Linked DNA regions of Mus musculus: regions 1, 2, 4 and 5 are each linked to region 3. The links are chromatin contacts, called in public promoter capture Hi-C maps. All regions are on one chromosome and are shown on one strand. The core of a region is the stretch at or near the end of the contact, and the rest is flanking DNA. Distances in the headings are between cores, read along the strand shown.

The links. Promoter capture Hi-C pulls out the DNA fragments that hold promoters and counts their contacts.
Region 1: a contact with region 3 is called in a promoter capture Hi-C map of pre-B cells, with 4 times the contacts expected there. The contact joins the promoter of Tmem59 here to the promoter of Btf3l4 in region 3. A contact is called at or near these places in 4 of 39 promoter capture datasets (the C10 cell line, hippocampal neurons, liver and 1 more) and 1 of 9 other capture datasets (adipose tissue).
Region 2: a contact with region 3 is called in a promoter capture Hi-C map of pre-B cells, with 2.2 times the contacts expected there. The contact joins the promoter of Ssbp3 here to the promoter of Btf3l4 in region 3.
Region 4: a contact with region 3 is called in a promoter capture Hi-C map of pre-B cells, with 4 times the contacts expected there. The contact joins the promoter of Yipf1 here to the promoter of Btf3l4 in region 3. A contact is called at or near these places in 2 of 39 promoter capture datasets (neutrophils and pre-B cells) and 1 of 115 datasets of contacts at active chromatin or transcription factors (embryonic stem cells).
Region 5: a contact with region 3 is called in a promoter capture Hi-C map of stem cell-derived epiblast-like cells, with 3 times the contacts expected there. The contact joins the promoter of Lrp8os2 here to the promoter of Btf3l4 in region 3. A contact is called at or near these places in 1 of 39 promoter capture datasets (stem cell-derived epiblast-like cells) and 1 of 115 datasets of contacts at active chromatin or transcription factors (pancreatic cancer cells).

What each region holds. Positions count from the first base shown.
Region 1 is chr4:107,177,330-107,180,029 of GRCm38.p6, forward strand. It overlaps Tmem59 (transmembrane protein 59), which reads left to right and starts at 1,301. Exons shown (of 8, transcript NM_029565.3): 1 at 1,301-1,588. The coding sequence starts at 1,400. It overlaps Tceanc2 (transcription elongation factor A (SII) N-terminal and central domain containing 2), which reads right to left and starts at 1,037. Exons shown (of 5, transcript NM_025617.2): 1 at 909-1,037; 2 at 236-375. The coding sequence starts at 334.
Region 2 is chr4:106,910,176-106,912,875 of GRCm38.p6, forward strand. Ssbp3 (single-stranded DNA binding protein 3) reads left to right here and starts at 1,295. Exons shown (of 18, transcript NM_023672.2): 1 at 1,295-1,737. The coding sequence starts at 1,682.
Region 3 is chr4:108,832,357-108,835,056 of GRCm38.p6, forward strand. It overlaps Btf3l4 (basic transcription factor 3-like 4), which reads right to left and starts at 1,284. Exons shown (of 6, transcript NM_027453.3): 1 at 1,152-1,284. It overlaps Txndc12 (thioredoxin domain containing 12 (endoplasmic reticulum)), which reads left to right and starts at 2,322. Exons shown (of 7, transcript NM_025334.3): 1 at 2,322-2,500. The coding sequence starts at 2,410.
Region 4 is chr4:107,313,072-107,315,771 of GRCm38.p6, forward strand. Yipf1 (Yip1 domain family, member 1) reads left to right here and starts at 1,292. Exons shown (of 10, transcript NM_145550.3): 1 at 1,292-1,391; 2 at 2,692-2,700.
Region 5 is chr4:107,821,741-107,824,440 of GRCm38.p6, forward strand. It overlaps Lrp8os2 (low density lipoprotein receptor-related protein 8, apolipoprotein e receptor, opposite strand 2), which reads right to left and starts at 1,282. Exons shown (of 2, transcript NR_151515.1): 1 at 1,194-1,282. The region is part of intron 2 of Lrp8 (low density lipoprotein receptor-related protein 8, apolipoprotein e receptor); the gene reads left to right.

The DNA of each region.
Region 1 (2,700 bases), core at 51-2,550, 1.7 Mb before region 3:
AAGGGGGGTAGTGATCCTGTCAGCTAGCAACCATACCCTAAAGCCAGAATTGGATTAATTCAGGGTAGCAGAGGTACAGGAACTGATAAAAGTCTGTACAGGGTATGTAAGAAAGAAAAATGGTCCCTGAAGGGTGCTTAACAAAAAGTCATGATTCCCTACAATGGAACCTGTTGGCCCTATCTCTTTATGACAGTCCTGTGCACATTTTCTCTGACCCCACATTCCTTCTCACCTTCAACGACTCAATCGTGGCTTGCTTGTAAACCTTTTCTCCGAGTTTCTTCTTCGGGCTATTCTGGATCCTAGGCGTTCGAATGACGAATTTATCCATTGCTGGGGGCTCCGCCTACCTTCAGGTGCTTGAGGAGTATTCTATTCAAGAAACAGGGTGAAACTTTATTAAGGTTGAGATGTGTATTCCCAGAAGTGACACGACTGGATTTTCTAAACACGTCTGAATTATGAAGGCTTTTGGATGGTATTTACAGGAAATAAGACTTCTTCTCGAAAGAGGAAATCTCTTCTGAAACTATAATTAAGTTTACTTCCTGGGTTAAGTTCCTAAGATCCAGAGGGGCATGCTAGGGAGGGAGTTGGATTCCACTACCCGGGGTAATGGGGTGACTTCTGAAATCCTTTTCCAGTTCAGGTTGAGTTGTGATGAAGTTAGGGTTCCACTGGGCTCAGTGAACCCCTCTTTACACCCACTCCGCGGCAGCCCCAATCCTAAGAATTACTCTAAGGCCCACAACAACCATCTCCAGACCCCGGCGCAATACAGAAGCTGCTTCAGAAACCAGTGTTGTGTGTCAGAGAATCCCAACCCTTCCACGAGCAAGGCCTTGGCCCCAGCACTAGGAGGCCTGGAAAGGGCTTATCCAATCAGAGCTCGACGTGAGACCCACCGGGAAAATCAGCCTGCCTACGCTGTTTGGTCTCTTGACTCCTCGGGACCTCCACCCGGGCCGCGCGTTGTAACTATTTGTACACTTCTTCCGGGGCCCAGTTCCTCGCTGGTGACCCGCAGGAACTACACTTCCCAGAACGCACTGCGAGGCGTGCGGAAGCTGTGGTTGAGGGAAGCAACACCCCTCAGCTCGCTCCAAGCCGCCGAGAACTACTGGCCCCAGTCGGCCTGGCACGGAGAAAGGGGCAGGCGCGGCTCTGAGCCCAAGGCTGAGATGGTCGGCCGGGTCCCCAAGCCCGCCCACGAGAGGTTTTCCGTCCCAGAGACCGGCCAGGAGGCAGCCGATTGGGCGGACCGGGGCGGGGCCGAGGAGCTCTCGGAGGCGGAAGCGCGGGCCGGAGGGGCGGGGAAAGGGGCTGGCCCGGAAGAAGGAGAAAGCCTGAAAAGAAAACAGCAACAATTCGAGCTGCTGTGACAGAGGGGAACAAGATGGCGGCGCCAAAGGGGAAGCTTTGGGTCCAGGCCCAACTGGGGCTCCCGCCGCTGCTGCTGTTGACTATGGCGCTGGCCGGAGGCTCGGGGACTGCAGCGGCCGAAGCCTTTGACTCGGTCCTGGGAGACACAGCGTCCTGTCACCGGGCCTGTCAGCTGACCTACCCCTTGCACACCTACCCGAAGGTAGGCAGGGCCCATCCGTCCCGAGTTCCCCTCATCCCTCGGTGCCCCAGCTCGCGTCGTTCCACCTCGGGGTCAGCGCCGGGGCCCTAGTGGTGAAGCTGTGCTTCAGCCGCTGCCCACTCGGTGCAGCTGCAGTTTTCCTTGCTCCTGCGGAAATTGCCGGAAGTTTGTGCTGCAGGTCTCGGCGATAGGCTGGGGGTTGGGGGGGGGGACACAAATGTGCGGAATCGGCGAGCCCTTGGGAGCCCGCGGGACCGCCAGGGAGGCGATCGCTTGCTAGGGTAGATGGAGGATGAACGCGAGGTCCTGACCTAACTAGCAGCGCGGGGGTGGGGAGGATGGCGCGGACGCAGGCGTGCACAAAATAGTGCCTTCCAGTCTGGGTTGATGGCGCGCCTCTCTGGGACGAAGCGCGTTGTGTTCCCCGAGTCGGAGAAAGCTTGACAATTCCTTTGCGGTCTGAAGTGTGAAGTCAGCCTCAGTAGTTACCAGACACCGTGGAAGGGAGGACTTCCTGTCTGTGTTGAGTGTGTGTGAGACGCTGCCGCAAGGGACTGGATGCCTTTGTGAGGCGGCGGTTGGGGGGGGGGGGGTCTGTCTTCAAAAAACAATAAAGTAAAATAAACGTCACTCAGTGCAGAAGATAAGGAATCGTGGAGTGGATCAGGAAATTCTACTGTCCTACGGAAAACCTATACTGTGTAGCTAGAGGAGAGACCGATCCCTAACCCTGGTCCCTGCCCGCAGCCGCTGCCTAGCCTTTAATTCTGCCTTCTTAAGTTGTTTTCCAGTTTCTTATGAATTCTGTTTACTCAACATTCTAAATTGCTTGGTGGTTCTCCCCACTCATTTTCCATATATAATTAGGGTTTATGCCCCTCCCCACCTGGCTTTGTAAGGGCTTTCGCTGATGCGCGTGGTTTTTTTTTTTTTTTTTTTTGGCCTTGTCTTCTGTATGCTATTTGCTTAACCATTGTGGCTCTCCCTCTTTGCCTTCTAAAGGTACAAAGTGACTAGAATGGCAGTCCCAGTGACTTTAGAATGTTCCATATTGACAAGTGCTTTCCTGTCTTTGATATTAAAAAGTGTAAATTCTGTACCTTCAAGCATTT
Region 2 (2,700 bases), core at 45-2,544, 1.9 Mb before region 3:
TCTAGTTCTGAGTTTTCCTACTTAAAACGTGTTTTCCCCAGGACACTGACCTATCCTTTAATTGTTTGGTGTGAGGCATGTTAGGGGGAGGGGCGTTACTTGTTTATTGGAACAGCGCAGTTAAAAAAAAAAAAAATCAACCTAGGCTAACAGTTTCAAGGCTCCCCTAAAGATGTATCCAAACAGGCAGCCAATCAGCGCTTACACAGCTTTTCTGCTTGACTCTTTTAAAGAGACAGTGCCGACAATGTTTTATCACATTTAAAGAGAACCGCGCTCTAAAAACAGTATGAAAATGGGGAGCCATCCCTTATCTCACCAGTTTTTGATTTGGAGACTCCAATGAGAATACACTGCAGGTTTTTGGGTTCCTCGAGTGGACAGAAAGGAGTCGTGAGCAAAAAGCTTGGTCACTCTGCCAACCCCCCATTTCCCATTGTACACCTGGGTCATTGACAATGGAAGCTTCCCCTCCCCCCACGCCCGACTCTGGTCCCCTACTCTCCAATTTAGCTCCATTTATTTGAAGTTTGAGATTTCTGCGGCGCGCATTCCGAGTCGCGAGGCGTCCAGGTGACGTCCCTCATCCAAACGGAACCCTTTCCCGTGGAAAGGCGAGAGGCTAACTTGCCAGGGCTAGCAAACCTCAGAAATTTGAGAGAAATCAACTCTCTTTCCCTCTAGTCCAAGACCTCTTTTCCCTCCTACAGCTTGCCTGGAGCACGCCAAGGGCCATTTTCGCGCGGCTCCACTTTGGGGTTTCCCAAAGTATTTTAACGATCTAGTAAAGAAGCAGCCGCGCGCTTTGGCGCCAGCTTCGGCCGCCCAGCTCCGCGTGCAGCCCTGGCCGGGGCTCGGGAGGCAGGGCTGGGCACAGGCAGCCCGGGGTGGGGCGGAGAGGGGAGCAGGGCCGGCCGGGGTCCTGGCCCGCTGAGGGTACGCTCAGCACGGGGAGGCGGGGGCGCTGGGGGCTAGGCCGACGCGGAAAGGGGCGCGCCGGGCCAGCCGGGGTCCGCGCCTGCTGTCGCAGCGCCCAGTCCCCGCCGCGCCGGCCGGGTGCTCCAGTCCACGCCCGAGCCCCTCGAGTCACCGCCCCACCCCAACGCCAAGGCTCGCCCCCCGCTCCCCCGGCCGGGGCACGAGCGGGCAGCGGCTCGCGGAGGAGGCGCAGCGGGACTGGCGCGGCCGTGCTGACAGGCGTCCCTCTCGGCCTCCAGGCCCGCCCCCGCGCGCCGATTGGCCGCCGCGGCCGTCCGTCGCGGGGCGTGGACGCCCGCCGCGCTCCTGCCGGGGCAGCCACGTTCGGTTGAGCTCCAAGTAGACCAGCGGCGGCGGCGGCGGCAGCGGCAGCGGTGCTGAAGGCGCAGAGGGCGGCGCAGGCGGAGCCGGGCGGCGGGCGCGCGGGCCGCGAGCAAGCGAGCTGCAGGCTTCGGGCGGGCGGCGGCGCAGCTCAGGCCGAGCCGGCGCGGGAGGAGTTCCAGGGCGATGGGGCCGCGGCCGGGGCTGACGCTTTGACAGCTGGAAAGAGCGCGGAGCCTGCGCCTGGGAGGGAGGGAGCGCGGCGAGCGGAGTGCGAGCGAGCGGGCGAGCGCCGGGAGGGGGCCGGGAGCAGGGCAGCTCGGGAGACCGGACGGTAGCGGCGGCGGCGGCGGCGGGCTCGGCGCCCTCTTCTCTGCAAGCCATGTTTGCCAAAGGCAAAGGCTCGGCGGTGCCCTCGGACGGGCAGGCTCGGGAAAAGTAAGCCTCTCGCGAGTGGGGCCGCGCCGCGGGTGGCGGGAGGCAGGTGGGCGCGGGGGTCGCGCCGCCTGGTGCCCCTGGGGCCCGGGTCTCTGCCCCGCGGCGGCGGCGGTGGCGTGGAGAGCCCATTGTTGGGCGCCGGCGGAGGCTGGGGCACCCTGAAGGGGCGGCAGGGCAGCGGTGGGCGAGGGTAGTTGGTAGGCGCGGGGCAGAGCGGGCGCGGGGGTCCGCGACGAGGGTGGGCGAGGTCCCACTCGGAGCCGGTGCGCTCGGCCCGCTGGGCGCGGGGCCCTTACTTTGCCCACCGAGTGCGGGCAGGGGGCGCGTGGCTTTCTGCAGCCCCGAAGGCTCCTTTTGTCCGCCCGCGGCGTGAGGAGTGCGTGCCGGGGGCTTTGTTCGCCCGGGAGCGCTCTCCCTACCCAGCCAGCGGCCTCCCCGTCAGCCCGGTGCGCTCCGGGGCGTCCGGGCTGGGCTGGGCTGGGCTGGCGGCGCCGGCCCGGCCCCAGGCTTGGGGGACAGTTGTTTGAGGGGGAGATGCTGAGGGCGGCGCTTTGCTGCCCTCTCCAGAGCGCGCCAAGTACCCGGACTGGGACCGAGTCCGTTCGGACCCCAAAGCTGGGCTAAAGCAGGGAGCTGAAGTGGGCTGGGAAAAGGAGGGTGGCTCAGGCAGGGCTCTTGTAAGGGGCTTGCGAGTTTGCGAGACCTAGGTGGGTTTAGTCCCAGTGCCACTTGGAAGTTCAAGTTTGGGGACCGGTCTCCGGCTCCCGCGGCTTGGTGCAGCTTGTCTGTGGTACCCACCCACTAGCTGTTCTGTCTGGGGTGATAGGTACTCACCTCTTGTCGTGGCCACAATGGGATGGCACAGACCGGGCTCACAGTCACTGGCAGGGTCCAGAGCGAGCCTTAATGTGATCTGACCTCTCTCTCTCTCTCTCTCTCTCTCTCTCTCTCTCTCTCTCTCTC
Region 3 (2,700 bases), core at 34-2,533:
AGCCTGAGACCTAAAAGGTCACCTGGTTTAATCCCTACTTAATATCTTTAATGTACCTGTCATTCTTGTTTCAAGTGTGAGGTCATCTCAGATACCTGTTAGTGCAGCAGGGCATAAATTATAAACAAAATTGTTAGCTGCCTGGAAGGCCTGGAAAGTTCCTCTCTGTGTCCCAAAGGGAGAAATGACTTTCAAGGGCCACATGATCACTGAGTGAATATCCACGAATCCTTTCTGCACTTTTCTCAAGGACTTCCAAAAAGAGTATACAGAGATGAATCAATATTTATTGGATGCCCAAATTATAAGCATCCAAGTACTTTAATCATGTTTACAAAGATAAAAATAATTTGAATTTTCAGCCCTGACTTTTTATGTGAGGTTTTACCACTTAGGGCTTTGGAAAGGTATTTAGGTTCTTTGTACTTGTGTTTGTTTCTCCCGCATTAAAAAAAGTATACCATCGCATACTTTACTGAGTTGAAGGCTAAAGCATAGATTATCAAGTTCAGGTAAGACACTCAGTAGTTGGTAACTATTGTTACCATTCTTCCAGAGGGCCACTAATTAGGTATAATGAAAGAACGTGGGAACGGAAGTTGAAACCGCCATTCACCAGCTGTGTAACACTGTGCCTGGCGATCAATCATCAGGCAGTGTGAAGAGGTTATAAGGATAGGTAACTGTCTCAAAATTAAGAGAGACTTGTAAACAAGCACTTCTATTACAAAGTGAAGAGCGCTGCAACCTAGTTCGGCCCCAAGAGCTTGGTGGCCGGGTGCTAACCTCAGTTTGGGAGGAGCAAAAGAGATGACAACAGATCTGCTGCTCAAAGCGTCTGACACTGTTGTTGTGAATAATGAGTGATGGACGAGGAGGGTTCTACCCTCCTGGGTCTGGACCTGAGCGGCCAGAGCCCGGGCCCGGCTCCTCCACAGCGGGCGGTGGTGCTGGGGACCTTCCCTCAGGTGCCGACCCCCAGCTGCGCCGCCCGTAACCGACAGGCCCGGCCGGCCGCCTCCGCCCCCACTCGCCGCGCCACGGCGGAAGTGGCAGCCGGAGCGGACGGCGGGTGTCGAGAGGGGAGGGCGGGGGGAGACCGTGCGCAGCGGCCGGAGGCCGTGGGGTGGCGGGCCCGCCGGGGGTCTCACCTGCAGCGGGGAGGGTCCTCCAACACCAGCACGCGGCAAGAGCAAGATGGCTGCCTCAGCTGAGACAGAGAAAGACCGCGGCGGCAGCGGCGGCGGCGGCGGGAGAGGCCCACGTGACGCACGGCCCCGCCTCGACCGCGGGAGGGAGGCGGGGTGGGGGTGGGTACGGCAACTGCGCGCCTGCCTCCCGACTACAAAGCCCAGCATGCCTCGCGCACCTCACTATTCTGATTGGCGGCCGGGCTGCTTCCTGGAGGAGGCGGCGGTCCCCTTGGCGTCCCATTGTGTCTGCGCTTACCTTTTGTCTTGGATTTAACAGAAGGGTGGTGTGGGGTCTAGTTCGGGTTGTACACCTTGGATGTCCTTCACTAAGCATTGAGCTCTAATGGACTCTCATCAGGAGGGAAAGTCGGCAGTTGACTTGTTAGGTAGTAACTCGACCCAATACAAAAAGCAACAGACTTAACGGAAAGAAGCTTTACACTTTACGTGCTTGAGATGACTTATGTCCCAGTTCCCTCGGACTACCTCTTCAGTTGTGCAATAAAAGGCCCCAAGCATGGTTTTCTTGGACCTTATGTCAGTTGGTTGCATCATGCCTGAGTGGAAGTCCTGCGAATGCGAGTGGGGGTGGGGGGAAGGGTCCAGCGCTTCTCCAAAGTGCTTGCCTGCAAGACACAGACGCGTGCACAGCGAAACGGGCTTACCGAGTCTCTTTGGAATCCCAAACAGAAATCTAACAATGAAATGCTGTTGTCCAGTATTTTTAACTTGTGCGAGGGGGCGGGAAATTCCAAGCCCTCTGTTGTGATAGGCTGATCTCAAAGATAATAATTTGCATTTTGAATATTTAGTGTAGTGGTCCATTGGAGGGAGGGGCTAGGCTAGAGGTCAGACGTAATTAACAACGGTTTTCCTGAACCTTTCCCCAGCCCTCACCAATTCGGGCCACCTCATCCGGCTGTTTCTTTAAGCCTGGATATCAAGGACTTAGGGAAAGCAAACTCGAGATGTACTCCCACATCCTTCTACGTGATCTGCACCTTTAAACTTACTCCATTCCAAAGCGGACCCTCGAGGCACCGCCCACATCCGTCTAACATCACTTCCTTCAGTGTTTGGCTAGGAAAAAAAAAAAAAAAAAAAAATCTGGGAATCCGAGGGGTTGGGCTGAACGGCGATAAGGGGGCAGAGCGGAGCTTCTGCTGGAAATCCTGTTCCCTCAATCCGGTGGCTCTGTGCAACTACCACCGTGGAGATGTCGCTTCGTTTCGGGGCCACCTGTTTGCTGAGCTTCAGTTTCCTGCTCCTCATCACTTCTTCAGACGGACGCACTGGGCTTGGAAAGGGTCAGACCTCATTCTTACCGTAATCTTTACGGACCCCGGGCCTTCTTAACACTTTATTTTCTCACTGTATCTTAGGCCACTTTAGATTCCTTTTTATCTTCCCCAACTGCTTTTGTGGATTTCTCGGGGTCAGGAGTACCAGGTCCGGGAGAGGGTTTAAGAGAAGGAAGTTGTACTTGAGGGCGCTCTTAATTCTTGGG
Region 4 (2,700 bases), core at 42-2,541, 1.5 Mb before region 3:
TAAGCTGATGTTCATTCCGGACATTCAACAACAGTGCTCCACATGCACTCTGAGCCCAGTTACCCCCTTATATAATAAGGGCGCCCCCCTCGGGTTTGCAGCATTGTTCTGAGAGTTGGAGGTCCTGCATAGACAAAGCCCCTCCATATGAATTATATTAACTAATGTGTGTTATTACACCTGACAGCTTGCCAGTTAGGAAAACATTATCTGGAGAGACGGCTCAGTGGAGCACTGACTGCTCTTCCAGAGATCCAGAGTTCAATTCCCAGCAACCACATGGTGGCTCACAACCATCTGTAATGGGATCTAATGCCCTCTTCTGGGGTGTGTCTGAAGACAGTGGCATACTCACATACATAAAATAAATAAGCAACTCTTTTTTTAAAAAGAAAAAAAAACATTATCAATCATGACTGATATTCAGAGTATGTTAGAAGTCAAATTGGAAGTACCCTGCAGGTGAAGCTAAAGACACTGGTCTCCTTGTATGAGCTGTGAATCAAGTGTCTGCTGTTTACACTGCTCCCTCCCAGACAGCAAAAACTGTCTAGGGACCCTTTCAGTCCGTGATAGAATACTGTGAACAGTAATTGTATGCTACTGCCTTGGCTGGTACTGGCCACCCGGAGACTAGAACCATTCCGGATCTTTTTGTTCTCAGTGTTCACAGGCTGGCAAAGATAAGCAAACAGAATTCAGGCAAGCATTGCCAAAGCAGGGTGAAGCCCAGGGGATTAGCAGAGCAACAGGAGTCCCAGAGGAGACGATAGCATCCCCTATGGGCAGGGGGAGACAGTTTTCCAAGCCTGGAGGTCCAGGTAGGAAGCAAACCACAAGGTCGCTTGCCAGACTATGCCAATGTTGTTAAGTCCTGCTGTTTTCGAGGTGACTGTCAGACACCTAGGTGGTACAGCTGAGGGGCCAGCCCTCTGTGAACAGTGACAAAAGAACTTCTTTGATTCACAAGCCATCTGCTATGGTGCCTTCCTCGCTGGTTAAGTTTTCATGGCCAGAGAAACCAGGAACTGGTGACCTATTTTCTTTTTCTTTTTCATTTTTCTCTTTGCATAAGTAAAACGTATAAACAATGAGTAAAACACTCCCGAACTCCTGAGAATTCGCCCCACTTCGCCTGTCTCTTTAAGACCACCGAGAGGGCGGGACTCAGCACCGAGTTACTTGGCGCTCCGGTGTCTTCCGCGTTTTCCGAGTCTTCGCTGGGTGACCGCGTTTGCTTTAAGAGAGGAGGCGGTGCTCTGCCCGGAGGAGGCGGAGAAATCTAACACCCTCCCCCGGATCTCCGGCTTCCGGGATTGGACTGACCGGCTACCAGTGCAGAGCATCCCAGGCCCCAACCTTTCCTGGACAGTTGGACCTCTTCCTGAGAGGTGAGGGCGTCAGGGCTTCTGGGTCAGTTGGGGAATCTCCTACCCTCCCTGTCCTCTGTTGCTCAAGCATCCCCCACCACCACCCAAACCCTGTCTGTGCATCCCTAGATCCCTGACTGCAGGGTCGCTAACAGTTAAGAGCTACTAATTGCCTGGCTCTTCGCTAAGCTCCTTACACGCACTACCTTATAGAATGGTTTAGACACCTTCACGAACCCATTTTACAGATGGGGAGCCTCAAGGAGCGCACACACAGCAGAGAAACAACAGAATCGGGACTCAAACCCAGGTCTGTCTGGGACCTTAAGCCGGCTGCACTGGAATGCTTTCCCCACCACCTCTCCCAAACCCTAGGCTCCCCTTCCATTTTCTTCCATCTCCAGGCTGCATCTGGCCCCTAAACATTCACGCGGCAGCGAGTGTCCCCCGCAGCCAGTCTCTTTTTGTTGATAGGACACTCTTCTAACTCATGGTCTCCGAGCTCACCAGATAGTCTAGGATAACCTTAAACTTACTCAGTCTCCTGCCTCCGTCTCCTAGGTGCTGGGATCGCCGGCATGCACCAGATTTTGTAGGTCCTGAGTATTGAACCCAGGACTTTGTACTTGCTAGGCAAACATTCAAATGAGCTACCACACCAGCTTTCGGTTCCTCTGTAGGCTGTCCAGTGTCGCTCTGGATGGTTCTTCCCTGCACTGGGTGGATTCCGCTCACAGATGTCCTGATCACAGGCTGGGCTGGACATCCACTCACAGAGTCCTGAGTGCTTCTCGACTCTCCTGTGTTCAGTTCTCACCCGTCACATACTCTATTCCCAGGTGCAGTTCCCTTATTCTCCAGCTCACTCCTCTTCTTTAACTCCGAGAGGCTGCTCAGCTCTATACCAACTCTCTTCCTGAGCTATATTAATATAAATATCAAGTTGTATGACCTGTGATAGTTATATAAACTATCAGTCCCCGTTGAAAGAGTAGGCAAGTGTGTGTGTGGGGGGGAGGGATTGCTCAGCAGGTAAAGGTGGCTGTCCCCAAGCATGGTCCTAGTCCCATTCTGGGTCCCTAAGGTAGAAGGAAAGAACTGAATCCCATAGCCACAGAAGATAAAGAGATGGTAGTAATCATTTTTAGTTTCTGACCCACTATGTGGGGCAGGCCACCCTTAAACTCACAGAGATGTGCCTCCACAGTGTTGAGGTTAAAGGCATGCACTACCACTACAGCTGGCTCTCAAAATTCTTTTACTATGAATTCTTTTTGCAGAGTGTTCCATTTTCCTAAGCTTACATATTTCTTTGTTTTAGACCCCGGAA
Region 5 (2,700 bases), core at 32-2,531, 1.0 Mb before region 3:
ATTCCCACTGTAGCCCCTTCCTTAGAGGAAGTACCCTGAGCTGCTGGAGAGCACTGGACCTAGTAGGTCTACTCATTCGTTGTGTGATGTAGGCCATCTTGTCCCTCTCTGAACTTCAGGAGAGCTGTAAGAACTAAGTAATGACTGGACAGGTTGCTCGTTAGAAGAGTGCTAACCTAGCATGCGCGAGGCCCAGGGTTCAATCCCTAGCACTGCATGATATCAGGCATGATAGCAAAAGTAGGAGGAGGGTCAGAAGTTCATGACCGTCCTTGGCTACACAGTGAGCTTAAGGCCAGCCTGAGCGACAGAGTGATCTACTACCCTGTCTCCAAAATAAATGGATAGATGATAGATAGATAGTGTCGTTCAGTTTTAGAGCATGCGTGAGGCCTTAGGTTCATTTCTCAGCACCAAGTCAAGCGAGGATCTATATGTAATAGGCTTTGTATACCTTAAGGAGCAGTGTGGTGGCCATCACTCCATGGTCAGGGCCAAGTCTCACATTCCTCATCTAAGAGTACATTATATATACCAGGCAAGTAGCCTGCATGAGGTCACATAGGGGCAGAGGCAGGATTTAAGCTCTGGGACCTCTAACCTGCTCCTGGCAGGAGGAAGACCACAGCAGGCAGTAGACGAGACTCTCCCAAACGTCCATGCCCAGAGGAACTGGCTACTTGGAGGGGAGTGAATTTGTTCTGTAGTGCAAGCAATGATTGCATGATAGGTGGCTTCACCTCCATGCAAGCCATAGAGGGGTGGTTTACTGGGGAGCAGGCTGGCTCAAGGCAGTTGGTATCTTTAGCTTGTATAAGGAGCGAGAGTTGTGAGATGTGGTCCAGAGGCCTGTGAGCAGGGAGGCTGCCCCCGCCGCTTCCCCTCCCCCCTCCCCCTCCCCCAGAAGTCTTCCCTAACTTCAGAGTTCACCAGTACCTGGCAGGTGCCTGGCACACAGTAAGCACCCCCCTTCTGCTCCTGATTCTCTTGGCTTCCAGCAGTACAGACCTGAGACTCTCCTACGAGTAGGATGAGTGAAACTGGTCCTTGTGTGAGTTAGGTCTGGTTCTTCCTCCCAGCCCCGTGCTCTCAGAAATAAGATCCAGACTCAAAGTATAAATTGGCCATATAGCTAGGCTCTTCTCTGACTAGATCATAACTGTAATAATCCATTCTGCCACATGGCTGCTTACCTGGGCTCAGGCACCAAGTGTCCCCCTCGTCACATCTTCCCCTGTGAATCTTCCCGTGCCTGGCTCTATCCCAGAATTCTTTCTGCCTCCCGGATGTCCCACCTTCTCTTCTACCCTTTCCTATAGGCCATAGGTTTTTAAATTGACAGGTGATGCATCCATGCAATACACCAGATGTTCTCTCTGCAGCCCCTCCCGTATGCTACACCTAGCACTGAAGGTGCCGTAGAGGGAAGGACAAGGGGAGGCCTAGCAGCCTCTGCACCCAGCCCTCCCTGAGTGAACCTGGGGATCCCTCTACCCTAAGCACTTGCCAAGCAGATCAGTGGCTGCACGTGGGCTTGCCTCTCCTCTCCCACCCCCGCTTTGGCATCGCTGTCTCCAAGGTAACGGGGAATTTTCCCTCCCTCTCATCATTAGGGTGCCAGGGCAAACAAACAGCCCTAATCCAGATGAGCCTTGGGCCACAATCACACTCTTCTGGGGTTTTCTTTTTATTTCTAGCGATTTTGAGAAGCTTGGAGTAATTGGTATTCCGCACAGGTTAACAGGGGCACTGCCTCCGCAGTATTATGCCTTAATTTTCTTTATCACATAGCAAGTTGGAATGAATCACCCCGCTCCTGCCTTTTTCCCACCGAAACCTATTACCAGCCTGTCTGCTGGTTAAAGTCATTTCGTGGCAGCGCTTGGCTTCTTGCCACTGCCCTGGGAATCTTTCTGACCAGAGCCAAAGAACAAGGAGGGTGAAGAATCCATTTGTACAAAGCGGGGGTCTCCCGTTGAGAACTTACTTCCCTCCCTGTTCAGAAGGGACAGCTTTCAGCCTCTTGCCTGCGCAGACTGGCCATATGTCAGCGGTGGGAACGGGATTCCTGGGCCTGCGGTGGGGGAGGGGTGGCCATGCCTACTGCTCCTGGCACCTGGGTTAGATCCCATGACGAGAGTTTCTGGGCTTCTGCAGCTTGCTTGTGAGAGTCTTTGATGGCCGAGTGTCCCACGTTCTGACCCAGAGGGCCTGAGCAGTCTAGCTTGGGGTTTTGAGACTCTAAAATGTTTATTTTGGAACATGGAGAGTTGAATCTGTGGTTCTGTGGCTCCTTTTTGATTCTGAGATAGATAGAAAGATAGATGGATGGATGGATAAATGGATGGATTATAGATACATACATACATACATACATACATACATACATGCATACTGTGCTTACACAGGGTCTATCATTGAATGTTAAATACATTTGGCTAGGCTGGCTGGCCAGTAAGCTCTTGGGTTCTATTGTCTTCCCTTACCCTCCTAGGGTTATACGTGGCTTGTTTTTTTAATATGTGTTCTAGGGGAGCAGAATCAGGCCGTTCTGCTTACGCAGCAGGCGCTTTATCAGCCGAGCCACCTCCCAGTGCTCTTGCCTGATCTCTTCAGCTGCTCTTAGTTCTGTCGTGTTGGGTCCTGTGAGGGAGGAATTGCTTTGCTAAGCTTACCTTAGAAATGTCACCTCAGGTTGGC